5 separate regions of the Mus musculus genome follow, and all the other regions are linked to region 2. Evidence: chromatin contacts called from public promoter capture Hi-C data. All regions are on one chromosome and are shown on one strand. The core of a region is the stretch at or near the end of the contact, and the rest is flanking DNA. Distances in the headings are between cores, read along the strand shown.

Region 1 (2,700 bases), core at 109-2,608, 1.2 Mb after region 2:
AGTACCTGTTACAGTATTTTTTGGAGCAAATCAAAGGCCAGAACTTAAATTTTCACTGTAGAAATGGGATGAATGGTAGGAAGACAGTTTTCAACTCAGCTGGACAGAACTCTCGCCGCTGTAGTCCGTGGAAGCGAGTAACTTGGACTTCCTTAGATCGCTTTTCCTTCTGCTTGTATTGAAATTGAGTATTTTCCTTTGGTTCATGTGGATGTTTTTAATGGGCTGTTAAATATTAGTTTGGTTTTTGTTTTTTAAAGATTAACCTTGAATGTTTCCAAGAATTATTCACCTAGTTTCTATAACCAATCGCAAGCCTCATAGCTACATAAAGACAGCAGATCAAGAAAGTCATGTTCCTCAAAGACTTAGAAATGAGGAACACTTTGCTTTCAGAAGGCCTAGCAGGAACCTGGAAGGACAGGAGGCATTCGGGTTAACCCACAGCACCCACTGAGCAGTGTCTGTCAAAGTAATTTTGCATAAATTTTATTTAAGGAGAATCCTGGGTAGTGTGAAATATTTTGCTAATCCTATGGGGGGGGCACCTGTTACAGAAAGGGAAAGTTAGTAGTCGTCCTTTTACTGACTGTCACAGTGGATTGGAAGGACAAGCATGTGCAAATACTCATCTCAGTAAGGTCGGGTGTGGGTGAAAGGACACAGAACTGCTGCTGACTTTCCGAATGTGTGGAATCCCCTTGTGAGGTATCCAGCCCTAGAAAGCCGAGAACAGGAAGTAATGCTTTGGGGCTAACCCACAGAAAGGTTAGTTTACCATTAGAATAGATGGGAAGAAGGCTCTGTCAAGAGTTCTAGGTCTCATTTAGTTTATAAAGGGAAGCTTTGGGTCCAGATGGTGAAAGAAAAGGCAACACAACACTAAAGATTTTATTCATGTTTGAGAAAAGGTATCTGAACTCCAGCTCAAAGGGGATAGTTAAAATAGTATTATTTAACTTAGTTGGTATTTATAATAAATGGCGATCTTAATTACTCATAATATGTTTATTTACAATCTAACTCTTGAATGCTTCTAAATAAACCACAATTCAAACTGCAAGCCAACCAAGCTGTTTATTGTTTAAAATGTTTTCCTGGGGTTTGGGGTAGAGGCAGAGCCCCATGATGTGAGAAATTGGGTATATTTGGAGGGACCTGTCCATCTAGGTCCAGTTTTTCGTTCCGTTGTACTTGCACGTAGCAACTTAAAAGAATTGTGAATACGTGTTATTTGAAACTCGTACCTGAACTAGTTTGGTCCTGGCGATAGCAACATTTGTCCTGTGAGACTCGCAGAGCCGGAAGTGTCTTCCAGTGGCCTCTCAGGAGGAGAGGGCGGGGCGGGAGCGAGGGGCGGGGCCGAGCCCGGCTTGGACTCCGAGCTTGTGTTAAATGTGCAGCTCCCGCAGTTTCGATTTTGCTGAGGGCGTTGTCACCTGGTAAGGCGTCCCTGGGACCCCATCTCTTTACCCTTTTCAAAGCAAGAATTCAGAGACGTTTGGGCTTACTCAGCGCCCAACACGTTGTTGCCCAAATTTGACTAACGGCCAGTGAGGTGGGATTTAAAATCCTTCCTCGATGAAATCCTACCTTTTCCTTCCTTGCCTACCATAGCAGAATCCCCTAGTAGAGAGGACTTGACCCTCCCGGTAGACAAGAGTCCCTGCTCCCCACTTTCAACACATTGACTCTCTCTGGTCTCCGCTGAATTGAGCTGTTCAACTCCACCCTACCCTAGAGGCCCTTCTCCCCAAAGGAGCATTCCAGAAAACCCAATCTTGGAGCTGAGCAGAGCCTGGAATCCCAGACCTAAACCAGGTGAGTAAGGGTCTTTATTTTAGCCCAGGAAGATGTGAGTATCCTAAGGAGTTACTGCGTCATTCAAGCCACTACTCAGGGATTGGGGGCAAAGTTCAGATTTGGCCTTGACCTTGCCTTAGGAAGAACAGACTCCGAAGTCTCAGAAAGCAATGAATGGATCAAGGCTCCCTCCCAGTCCAGTTTCACAGGGTTTCTTAGCCACAGCTCTTTTTTTTTTTTTTTTTTTTTTTTTGGTTTTTTCGAGACAGGGTTTCTCTGTATAGCCCTGGCTGTCCTGGAACTCACTCTGTAGACCAAGCTGGCCTCGAACTCAGAAATCCGCCTGCCTCTGCCTCCCGAGTGCTGGAATCAAAGGCGTGCGCAACTCTGACCCCTTAAGCCCTGCTTTTCCAGCCAAACTCCCGAATAGAAAGAAGCCTGCCTTCTACACTCCCAATCAGATTTCAGGCCTATCTGCTCTGGGATTTCTACAGAGTAATCACTTGATTAGAAAAGACAAAAGGACCCTTCCATAATAGGAAGCTGTGCTTCCCGCTCCTAGTCCTACCCAGCTTCCCTGTCTTTAAAATAAAGGACAGCTCAGCTTTTCCTGGTTTAAAAAAAAAAATTCTACATTCACTTGCAGAAATCCCTTAAAGTGAAATAACTTCTGCTTTTCTTTGATTTCCTCTGAATTGAACTCTTACTTAAAAAAAAAAAAAAAAGAGTTCCAAGGCACCTCCCAAACTGTTCTTCCCTAAGCAAAAGCTTCTTAGATAATGGTAGGGCTTCTTGGCAATCTTAAAAACTTAAAACCTCACATCAGTGCTAACAGGTTAATAGCTCTGAACCTTGTTTTATTTCTCATTAGTGAAAAATTCCGCTGGACTATGGGTA
Region 2 (2,700 bases), core at 164-2,663:
AGCCCTGTCCCAACCCCATTCCTGGGGAAGGGGCAGAGCTTGGGAGGACAGATACTTAGCAGGCCTCATATAAGGGGGTGTGATGGTCTCCGGAGGAGGGGGAAGGAAGAAGACACTTCCCCTTTCAGCAACGCCCCCACCCCACCCCCATTGGTCCCTACCTCAGGCCTTAGGGGCCTGGCAAACAGGATGGAGTTGGGGGCAGGGAGAACAGGGTCAAAGCGCACACACTGGCTACGTTCAGCTTGGAGCTGACTGGGGGAAGGGGTTTTCCTCCAAGAAGTACCACCAAGCCTAGAATCAGCTCTCAACAAGGAGACTAGAAAAATCCTAGAAAAGGCTCCCATGGTTACTTTCTCCTGGAAAGTTTGTTTGGAGTGATTTCTCAACAAGAATGGGTTGCAGAAATCAAAAGATATTGCTGTTTCCCTATCAACACTCTGGAAACCACAGCTACTAAAAACTGGGCGAGTGCTTCTTAAATTTTCTCTACCGGCCCAGACTCCAGGCCAAGCCACCAGTGTCAGACATCGGTAGGGCACTCAGCCCAGACCCTTCACCAGTTCCCCAGTCACCCTATCCCACCTCCGTAGGAGAAGGCATTGACCGGCGTACACTAGAGCGGAGGGAGGCGCCACAGGTCCAGCTCGGAGCTGCAGGGCAGGGCCTCCGTCTTCCAAGCGCTCACCTGCTCTGCTCAGCAGGTGGGAATTGCGTCCCTGGGAAAATGTGCACTCGGCCCCCACAGTTTGGAAAGCTGGGCGCAGACAATAGGGCCCCACCCAGGCCTGGGGGAGTAGGGAGGGAGGGAGAGAAAGCGAGGATGACGCGTGGGGTGCGGTGAGGGTGGCCCCAAAGAGACTAGGCAGCAAGTTTCCCAAACGGTAAATTCCTGTCACCGTGAGCTCCGGGACCAGGCGGAGCGGGTCAAAGTCTGCTCGGTCAGCTCCAGGGGAGAGTCAGGGACGCCGTGTTAGGCGAGCTCTGGGGCCCTGGGGGAGGCGCGAACTCCGAGGCACCTGCCCTAGTTCCTCCCCACCCTTCTCAGACCTGCGGTTCACCGAGCCTGGAGGGGCGCTCCAACCCAGATTGCTTGTCCCAAGGGTCCCGCGCCCCGGACCCCAGCGCGCCCCCTGTCGCTGGTGTAGGATGCGCTCCCTGACACCCGCCCTCACCTGCCCTGAAACCGCTGGAACCAGCCTCCCGGCCGCTTGCTGTCCCTACTCTCCCACAGTGATTCGTACCCCGATCGGGTGTACCTGAGCGTGGAGCCGGGCTGAGCCGAATCGGGGTCGGGTCTGGCCGGGAGGGAGCCGGCGCGGGCAGCGAACTGAGCTCGGCGCACTCGGGCGGCGGCTGCTCCGGACTCTGGCCAAGGCAGCAACTCAGTAACCGAACAAAAGGCAAAGGGACCTGACAGCCAAGCCACACCTCTCGCCCCCTCGAAGCTCCGCCCCCTAGGGAGACTCCCACCCTCTGAGGCTATCTCACTGGCTGCCCAGCCTGACTATCCCATCGAGGGGCGGAGCCTCGCGCCGGGACCTCTACCACGGCCGCCTCTGTTTATGCGCTCACCATTGGCCCCAGGGACTGCCACTCGACTCTGGGGTGGACGCCAACTTGAGGTCTCATCCTCACTCTGCATCTATTGGCAAATAGAAAGTTTCTTCTTTATGATTGGACAGAGGGCTGTCAGTAAGACTAAGGAAAAAGCCAATGGATCAGGTGGGGCGTGACTTGCCCCACCCTAGCCCTGAGCAGGTAAGACTCATTATTCTCCCCTTCCCCCCCTACCTGTCCAACAGGTGAGTCAGGGGGAGGCATGGGAAAGGACTGACGCCTTCACTAGCCAGCCAACTCAGCGTCAGGCTTATTCATTCTTGCCTCAACGTAGTAATAAGATGTTTGTAAAGCATTTCATAGGCTTTGTGCTGGGTTGGGATTTTCTCCCCCCTACAAAAGATGGAGTGTTCCCTGATCCCTTCTGTTTAGAATTAGCAGGCCTGGGTTTGGGTTCTCCCCTTAATCTTTGTATGACCTTAGGCTAGTTAGTGTACCTTTCACCCTGTATCTCTTCTGTAAAGTGGGTTCATTAGCTTTATCTATCTTAGGTTGGAGAGATTAAATGAAATAAGCTTTGTAGTAGCACTTAAACAGCTGAGGAATGTCAGTATTTAAACTGTCTCAGTTCGAGACAGTTCTTAAAAAGTGCTGGAGCAGCCAGGCAGTGGTGGCACTCGAGGAGGCAGAGGCAGGCAGATCTCTGTGAGTTAAGAGGCCAGCCTGGTCTTCAAAGTGGGATCGAAATGATCCATGTTAAAAGAATATTTTTAATGGGCTTGTGTGGTGCCTCAGTTGTGCAGATGTGACCACCCGAGTCTGATACCTCATGGAGGGAGACAACAGCCAAGTCTCACAGGTTGTCCTCTGTCCTCTGATCTCCCGCCTTGGCACAAGTGCCACACACATAAAAGTAAATAAAATGTAATGCGATTTTAAAACTACGCTCCAAAGAGATCACAAGACTAGGAAATATGGTACACTCTAAACTCCGACACCTTCTTTCTTTTTTTTTTTTTTTTGTTTTTGTTTTTGTTTTTGTTTTTCCAGACAGAGTTTCTCTGTATAGCCCTGGCTATCCTGGAACTCACTTTGTAGACCAGGCTGGCCTCGAACCCAGAAATCCACCTGCCTCTGCCT
Region 3 (2,700 bases), core at 51-2,550, 1.4 Mb before region 2:
AAAAAAAAATCAGGTACAGGGATGTTGGCTAGGGAAGACTCCAGGCCAGCCTGTGAGATAGCGACAGGCTTGGGCTCTCCCAGAGAGCATCTTTTCAAAAGAGTCATCCTCCCCCATTTTTCTACCATTATTACATAGGCCATAGCAAAAGCTTAGGGGTAGCTGCTAGGCTGCTCCCGCTGTGGGTGTGGATAACCCGTCTCCTTCTCCTGTCCCCAGGGCTTCTTCCGACGAAGCATCCAGAAGAACATGGTGTATACGTGTCACCGGGACAAGAACTGCATCATCAACAAGGTGACCCGGAACCGCTGCCAGTACTGCCGGCTGCAGAAATGTTTCGACGTGGGCATGTCCAAGGAGTGTGAGTGTCGCAGGGCCAGGGGCCAAGCCCCGCCCAAGGTGGGGCGTGCAGGGGTGCTGTGTGTGTGTGTGTGTGTGTGTGTGTGTGTGTGTGCCTGTGTATACATGTGGGAACATGTGTGCCGCGGCAGGCGGGCAAGCTTCTAGTTAAGGATGCTTTGTAGATAACACCACAAACCTGGGAGTCTGGCTGGCTGCGTGTCCATGGATCGTTTGGTGTTAAGCCCAGAATGCACAGAGCGGTCCCCTTAGCATGGTGGTTGCTTGCATGCCTGCTTGTGTATGGGGTGCCTGCCCCCAGGATAGCTTTCTTCTGGGTTTTGCTTGGCTTTGGGTGTGGCTCAGTAGCTTATCCCAGTCCCTCCTGTATCTTAAGGGAGAGGCCTGAACTCGAAAAGGTGTGAAGTTGGTCTGTATGTATGGGGGGGCTGACATAGGACCCCCTGAAGCCATTGTCTGGATAAACCTGGAACCCTGAGTTGGAAGAGAATTGGGCTTCTCAGATCCCAGAGGAAAGGGGGTTTCCAGTTTGGGCTCAGCTGAGGCCCTGACGGAGGGAGGGACAGAGGGGAGGGCTGGACGGGGAGACCCTCTTGTGTTGAATCATGGGTGTTGCCGTGGTGACCAGTGATTGATGATGTCAGAGATAAATGACGCTGACAGACGCCTCCTTGTCTGCGTGGCCGTTGCCATGGAGCCCGAGCCTTGGGGGATGAGGTGGGGGAGGGGGCTGCAAGACCCCCTCCAGCCCTTTGTGGGGAGGGGTGCTGAGAAAGATGGTTCTGACTAATGCACCAGCAGCCCCAGCCAGGAATTGGGGAGCTGGATATCCTGCTGCCTCCTGTCACCAGAGACACGGGAGTGCTGGTCTTGTACTCAGGAAGTAGTGACTAGTGACGGTCCTCTGCAGAGTCTGTGACAACTTGGGACGTGCAGAACTGAGACCTTTTGGTAAAGGGGCCGTCACTTCCTTCTCCCTTTGCCCCACCTTCCTTCTTTGAACTATTAGAACAGGACGAGGGTGGGGACCCCCTCTCCTTCCCACAACAACTCCCCCTTTCTTTCTCTCCCTCCTCTCCCTCTCCCGGCTGCTCCGTGCCCCGGAGCTGAGCAGCTGCCATTTCAATAGAATTAAAGCTTCCGAATGATAAACGTCTTGTCACAGCTGCAATTTTCTCTTCCCAAATTATCCCCCACTCTGCCTCTCCCTTCTCTCCCCTGCACTTTATTGAATTTGCAGAATCGACATGAGTGATCTCCAAATTATGCCAGCTTCCCCCCCCATCACCCCCCCCCCGTCCCCTCCCTGGACCCCCACCCCCACCCTTCCTTCCTCCCGCGTCAGCAGCCGCCACGGAGGCCCTGTGAGTGATTGTGTGTCTGGGATAATCGGCTGGTAACGACCCCATCGCTTCTTTAAAGCCCGAGCGGTGTGTGCGGCTCAGCGCCCCCCTCCCAGCGATCTGTCAGCTCCCCGGCTAATGGGCCAAGAGATTCTTCTGCCAGGGGGCCCCCATTCTCTGGTTGGGGAGCCTTATTCCCTGCCTGCCCAGGGAAGCTGCTTTGAGCCAGTCTTAGGAATCCCCCAGGGAGATCGCTGCCAGGAGAGCTGGGACAGCAGGGATTCCTGGCAGGCACCAAAGCGGGGACTCAGTGTGTGTGACTGCCAACCTGGGCACATGTTCTTAGAGTGTGGGCTGCTGCCATGGGTGCATGACGACAGGGTACCACACACTGGCGGAGGGCATATGTGCACATGTGTGGTGTGGCCTCAGCCACAGTCCCAGGCCCTAAAATAGGATTTAGGATATGAGTCAGACAGGTTAGTGTGGGGCACTGTTTTGTGGATCTGTCTGTCTGTCTGTGTGTGTCTGTCTGGGTGGTGGACAGCATAGGCTGGACGACCCCGAGCCAAAAGCAGTCACTCTCTAACCAACCCATGTCCCCCCTTCCACCCCTCCCTCCCCCCAGCGGTGCGAAACGATCGAAACAAAAAGAAGAAAGAGGCACCCAAGCCCGAGTGCTCAGAGAGCTACACGCTGACGCCTGAGGTGGGCGAGCTCATTGAGAAGGTTCGCAAAGCGCACCAGGAGACCTTCCCGGCCCTCTGCCAGCTGGGCAAGTACACTACGGTATGCCAGCCGCGAGGGGTACTGCACACCCAGGCCGCCTCTGCTGCCCTTCCCCTGTCTCCTCCTACACTGTCAGGAAGTGTAGGCTGAGCAGAGGGCGAAAGGCAGCGAGCGGCCAGGCTGAAGCGGGTGCCAGTGCCGTAGCTGAGGCCCTGACCCTCCCTGCCTCCCCCAGAACAACAGCTCAGAACAACGAGTCTCCCTGGAC
Region 4 (2,700 bases), core at 193-2,692, 1.2 Mb before region 2:
CTGAGGTGTAGGCTTAGAAAGCAGGCAGGTGGGAGGAGAAGCTGGAATAGATATTTGCTTTCTAAAATATACTTAGAGAGGCTGATTCTATCCATCCATCCATCCACACATCCATCCATCCATCCATCCATCCATCCATCCATCCATCCATCCATTCCTCCATCCCTCTCTCCCTCCCTCCCATCAACACTTTTTACTTACACCCAAAACATCTGAGAGGCAGAGGTGTAAGAACAAAATCCTGCTTCCCATGAGTTCATAGCCAGCAGAGGTGGACCCCACTATATACCTTCCACAGCTGGATCTAGATCTAGGGTGCAATGCACGCTGGGCAGGAGAGACAGATAAAGATGCTGCTGGCTGTGGTGTGGCTTGGAGGGGGTGTGAGGACAGCACCAGGGAACCTTCACTTTTTAAAGTCAACCCCTTGTGGCTTTGAGGCTGGTGAGCGGAACTCTAGGAACTTGGCCCCTCCAGCCCCAGCCGAGTCTGACTCTGCAGCCGAGATTTAAGATGTGTAACTGGGGTGTCTGGAGCTGGACTCCCCTTGGCACTTTGCTATAGTAGACACTGAGGCTTGCCTGGTAGAATAGCTTGTTATAGAGAGGGCTGTGGTGTGTGGGCTTTGTTTTAGGGGCTGTGCTGTGCTGGCTACAGTTTCTCTACGTGGAGTGCCCCCTGGGCCACTCAATTTTATGTTAGTCATTCACCCTTTAACCTGCAAGAGGCACAAAACCTGGGATGTGTAGGAGGGAGGAAGGGAGGGAGGAAGACAGACAGAGACAGACAGACAGATGACAGGCAGAGACAACAAGAGGCAGAGGTGGCAGCTAGTATTTGTATTGCACTATGCACAGCACAGTTTCCATCAGTTTCACTCTTCTCGTGAGCAAGGAGATTCAAATCCTGGTTTAACAGGACAGAAAGGAGGGACCCAGAGTGGGAGCAGGGTGTCCTGAACTCTCTAAAGAGAATTTTCTTAGTCCCCAGAGGTGCCAGAGAACATCACCCATCCCTACCAGCTGAGAACGTGTTCTATCCAGGCATCAAGGTCAGTCTACCAGGCTGTTCATTGCCTGCTGCTTGAGAGGACCCAACTTTATGCCTGTGTCTGTCTTGGCATCCACAGCTGTTCCTTCCCCTGGGTCTGAAAGAGCAGGTACATCCTCTCTCCAATGCCTCATCCAACGGGATGGCATTCTCTGAAAGCAGCCACCAGTTCACACCAACTGCCCTGATTGCTCTGGAAACTCCCCCCCCCCCCCATGACCCCTATCCCCCATGCATGTTCATTGCCCTAGAGTCTGGCTTTGTGTCAGAAGTTTTGACTTCTCTTAAGAGAAAGCTTACTTACCTGGGTCCATGGTGCTCTGGGGGCTGTAGAAATCACACAGGAAGGCTGTGCTTTTGGTTCTTGTCTCTCTCCAGCTAGCCCTCTCTGGCAGGGAGGAAGTGGTAAGAGCCCCTTTTAAGTTGTTCCAGAGCCCCTCCCACTCCTGTCCCACCCCTCAGAGTCTTCCTGGGCCACAAGGTATGTGATAACCACATTCGGCTGTCATAGGATCCTGAATCACTGAGTCGTTTGCCTTCAGAAAGCCCCTGGTAGTAGTGCCTTGTAGAGACTCAGGGAGGAGCTGCTTACATCTGTGAGTGCCAAGCACGCCTGGGTGGCTGCTGTGGGGTGAGATAGGCTGAGGCTCGGGAGTCAGAGGTGTACTTGCATCCTTCTCTTGGTTTTGAATAAAAGTCTCCCTTTCAGTATGAACTTGATCAGTGGCTATTGTCCCAGCAGCCGCCAGGCAGCCCCGACATACACCTGCGCAGCCAGGGTGAGGTCTGTTGAACGGTCCGGCCAGCAAGGCTTCAGTGACACAACCACGAAGTGAAAGTTTGAGTGTTTATTTTTAGTACTTAAGCTAAACATCACAGGACCTAGATGCTAGATATGAGGGTGCCTGGAGCCCCTCGGCTTTCTCTACTAACCGAGAGGACATCAAGTCTAAGTCATTATCCAAACTGGTTCCCCAAGAAGAGATTTTATTTATTTATTTATTTATTTATTTATTTATTTTATTTTATTTTATTTTATTTTATTTTATTTTATTTTTGTCAGTGCCATGATTGTCCTAGAACTTGTTCTGTGGACCTAGCTAGCCTCGAACCCATGGAGATCTACCTGCATCTGCCTCCCGAGTGCTGGTATTAAAGACATATGCCACCATGCCTGGCCTATTTTTATTTTACTTTTTTTATTCTTTGTGACCACACCCATTTTCCCCCACAGGGAAACTGATTGATATATTTATTGGCATTTTTAATTGTTGTGCCTGTGTGGTGTGTATGGTGTGTGTACACACGTGTATGTGTGCGATCGTATGCGTGAATGTGGGGATTTTATGCCATTGCACGTGTGAAGATCAGAGACAATGTCAGGTGTCAGCCTACTTCCATTCTGTTGCAGGTATCACGTCTTTATTGAGTGCCCCATTCTATACTAAGGTGAGCTGGCCTTCTGGGTGCGTGGTCTCTTGTCTCTGCTTCCCATCTCCTTGGGGGACTGCTAGGATGACGAATGCTCATGCTACTGCCAAGCTGCTTATGAGGGTTCTGGGATTTGGACTCAGTTCCTCGTGTTTGTGGGGCAATTCTCTGTTAGCTACTAAGCCACCTCCCCAGTCCAAGGAGTGGGTTTAAAACAAG
Region 5 (2,700 bases), core at 49-2,548, 1.4 Mb before region 2:
ATGTTCCAGTTGTGTTTTTTTCTGATAGATTCTTTCAATAGACAATCTTTTCTTGCCATCTTCATTCTTCTTTTTGTTCATTAGCATATTTTCATTTACAGGCTAGCCATTAGGGGAATTAAAAATAAACTTAATTTTAGCCACAAGTTTATCAGAAGTGGTCAACAAAATATCTGCAACAATGATAAAGTCCATACACTCTATCACCATCTATCCCCTGCTTGTAGGTACTGGTAGAGTTTACATAGTTTTGAACGAACAAGTCAATTAAAATCCTTGTGATTAGGTTCTGTGGTTTGAGTATTCGTGATGCTGGGGATGGAACCCAAGGTCCCCCCACCCCCCCTTGCATGCACATGCTAGGCAAATGCTCTGACCACTGAGCAAAATTCCCAGACCATTTTTTTCACCCCCTGTTGCTGTTTTTGAGAGTCCCATTAAATAGCTTAAGGCATCCTCTTGCCTCAGTCTCTGGAGCAGCTGCCATTTCAGGCCTGCCCCACTAGGTCTGGCTACAGATGCCCGTTTAAATAGGTATTTTAGTTCTGCAAGTATGGACATTTCTGCCTTGAGTAATATTTTTTATGTCATCGATAAACTACACTCAACTTCTTCCATCTAATGGGAAAATATTTAGTGAGTGCCGACATAGGCTCGTGCCGATTACAGATGGTATCCACCCGTAGCAGTTGGGATGCTAGCAATGCAAACCCTTGGCTACATTCACATCCCGAAACTGGACTTTTTTTGAGCCACTCGGTCGGCCAGCTCCTCAATGGGAACTGCCATGCTCTGCACCTTCCGTGATGAGTTATTCAAATCACCCAGGGAAGGGAAGAGGGCCACTGAATTCGAGTATAAGCCGGCTGGAAGTCACACAGAAGCCATTAGACTACAGACCGATCGCAGGACTAGTTGAACCTGCTCCCACAAACAATAAAAACACAACACTCAAGAACCCAGATTAGATTATAGATATCATTTCGGAAAGAGCTTCACCCAGTCCACGACCCCTCAAGGCCCAGAAGATGGGGCTGACCGGATCCAGCCGGTCGCCGGCCAGCGCTCGGCCCTGGAACCTCAACTCTCGCCGTCAGCCATGAACGCAGAGGCCACGTAAAGGCTCTACTACCCGGCCCCATCCGCGAGCTGTACCTGCAGCGGTGACAACTCCATGGTGACGGTCCTGAAGAGGCTCGAGAATCCGGAAAGCGACAAAACCAGCGGGAAACGCTAGGCGACCCGCGACGCGCGACGCGGGACCTGGACGCTCCCCTCACAGACGCTTGTCGGTTAGGAGAGCTTCCCTAGTTTCATTTGAACCTTTATCTAGCCCGCCCAAATCAGAGGAACCAATCACCGACTCGCTCTCATTGGCTCTGTTTGCAGTAACCAATCGTAGATCGTCTTTTATTCGAACAAAAGACCGCCTTTTCGAATAAACCAATTAGGTAAAAGAAGGCGGGAGAATCTTCAAAATGGACCAATAGCAATTGTTGGTGGTACTGACAGAAAATCTGACCAATGAGGAAGGTCCATGTGCTCTGAGAGACACTCTGAAGAGAGGGAAGGCATTTTGGAAGTGCAAAGTGGTTGACTAAGCCGTCCTTCTGAATATAACTAGAAAACGGATGCTCATTCTTTATTTCAGATCTGTTGAGATTACAGAGTCTTAATCCTGCGATGAGTTTTCCTTTTTTTTTCCTGACCGAGGAAACAACGCCATCCCTCCCTCAAGGCTGGCCAAGGCAGCGGTTCTCAGCCTGTGGGTCGTGACTCTTGGGGGTCGCATATCAGATAGTTTACCTTACAACTCATAACAGCAGCAAAAAAATTACAGTTATGAAGTAGCAATGGAATAATTATGGTAGCAGGGCATCACAACATGAGACGCTATGTTGAAGGGTCGCAACCTTAGGAAGTTGAGAAGCGCTGAGTTAATGCTGGCAAAGTTCTGGCAAGTTCTTCTGCTTGCGGTCTTAGGCTGCCACACACGAAGAGTATAGAGATGCCAGCAAAATCGCGAGCAGCACTAACACTCCCTGTGGATCACCCCTGATACAAAGATTCATTCATGCTTCTTCAGTGGAGCTGAGAGGCCCTCATGAGACGGGAACTTCTCCCTCAGTCAGCTGCTGAGGGAATCTACAAGAGCTCTTTATATTTGCCCTCTATGCATAATGCAGTCTAGAGCACCGTTCAATTTGACATAAGAGGTGGGGGCTTGGTGGGTTCTCGATGGAGGAAGCTTCAATTTCCTGTGCTAAAAGTAAAAATGGTAGATATAAACTGGTTATGTGTGACGACACCACCCCTTTAATCCCAGCACTTGGGAGGCAGAAGCAGGTGGATCTTGGAGTTTATGGCCAGCCTGGTCTACAGAGCAGGTTCCAGAGCAGCCAGGGCTACACAGAGAAACCCTTTCTCTAACCCCACCACCACCCTCAAAAAAATCGCTATTATCAGCAAGGAATTTCTTAAATTTAAACATTTTTCCTTTCCAAAAGGCGCCCAAGATCAACCATTATTAAATAACTTCACGTGTCCAACAACAACCCTGCTGGCAAAGTGAAAGAGAAGGCCAATGAAGAAATGTGGCCTGGCTGGTGGGAAAACCAAAGGAGTAGAGTTTTAACCTTGTTCTGATCCTGTCTTCAGTGTTTTTAGCCTTGTCCTGTGTGTTAATAAAGGAGGGTGACT

The links. Promoter capture Hi-C pulls out the DNA fragments that hold promoters and counts their contacts. Capture Hi-C pulls out chosen DNA fragments and counts their contacts.
Region 1: a promoter capture Hi-C map of liver shows a contact between it and region 2, with 3 times the contacts expected there. The contact joins the promoter of Tmem106a here to the promoter of Jup in region 2. A contact is called at or near these places in 2 of 39 promoter capture datasets (liver and pre-B cells) and 2 of 9 other capture datasets (liver and pancreatic islet).
Region 3: a promoter capture Hi-C map of hippocampal neurons shows a contact between it and region 2, with 5 times the contacts expected there. The contact joins the enhancer-like site here to the promoter of Jup in region 2. A contact is called at or near these places in 7 of 39 promoter capture datasets (the 3T3-L1 cell line, cranial neural crest, embryonic stem cells and 3 more), 9 of 115 datasets of contacts at active chromatin or transcription factors (differentiating embryonic stem cells, embryonic hindbrain, embryonic stem cells and 3 more) and 1 of 9 other capture datasets (embryonic stem cells).
Region 4: a contact with region 2 is called in a promoter capture Hi-C map of liver, with 5 times the contacts expected there. The contact joins the promoter of Ccr7 here to the promoter of Jup in region 2. A contact is called at or near these places in 5 of 39 promoter capture datasets (hippocampal neurons, liver, pre-B cells and 1 more) and 2 of 115 datasets of contacts at active chromatin or transcription factors (both in embryonic stem cells).
Region 5: a contact with region 2 is called in a promoter capture Hi-C map of pre-B cells, with 2.8 times the contacts expected there. The contact joins the promoter of Top2a here to the promoter of Jup in region 2. A contact is called at or near these places in 5 of 39 promoter capture datasets (embryonic stem cells, hippocampal neurons, liver and 1 more), 3 of 115 datasets of contacts at active chromatin or transcription factors (astrocytes, embryonic forebrain and epiblast stem cells) and 1 of 9 other capture datasets (liver).

Annotation. Positions count from the first base shown.
Region 1 is chr11:101,580,884-101,583,583 of GRCm38.p6, forward strand. Tmem106a (transmembrane protein 106A) reads left to right here and starts at 1,359. Exons shown (of 9, transcript NM_144830.3): 1 at 1,359-1,442; 2 at 1,742-1,821; 3 at 2,675-2,700. The coding sequence starts at 2,694. It overlaps Nbr1 (NBR1, autophagy cargo receptor), which reads left to right. Exons shown (of 24, transcript NM_008676.3): 24 at 1-1,068.
Region 2 is chr11:100,396,377-100,399,076 of GRCm38.p6, forward strand. Jup (junction plakoglobin) reads right to left here and starts at 1,414. Exons shown (of 14, transcript NM_010593.2): 1 at 1,260-1,414. Gm12348 (predicted gene 12348) reads left to right here and starts at 1,740. Exons shown (of 4, transcript NR_132425.1): 1 at 1,740-1,761.
Region 3 is chr11:98,967,826-98,970,525 of GRCm38.p6, forward strand. It overlaps Rara (retinoic acid receptor, alpha), which reads left to right. Exons shown (of 9, transcript NM_009024.2): 4 at 220-361; 5 at 2,332-2,492; 6 at 2,668-2,700. Among named protein-coding and RNA genes, the nearest start is that of Gjd3, 14 kb to the right of the region's middle. Within about 2 kb of position 1,301, at least 82 of the 459 cell types and tissues checked have an H3K27ac peak or open chromatin away from gene starts, as enhancers often do. A contact at or near this core is called in forebrain, hippocampal neurons and liver, where this site is marked.
Region 4 is chr11:99,153,635-99,156,334 of GRCm38.p6, forward strand. It overlaps Ccr7 (chemokine (C-C motif) receptor 7), which reads right to left and starts at 1,443. Exons shown (of 3, transcript NM_007719.2): 1 at 1,355-1,443. The coding sequence starts at 1,364.
Region 5 is chr11:99,022,891-99,025,590 of GRCm38.p6, forward strand. It overlaps Top2a (topoisomerase (DNA) II alpha), which reads right to left and starts at 1,299. Exons shown (of 36, transcript NM_011623.2): 1 at 1,156-1,299; 2 at 1-102. The coding sequence starts at 1,176.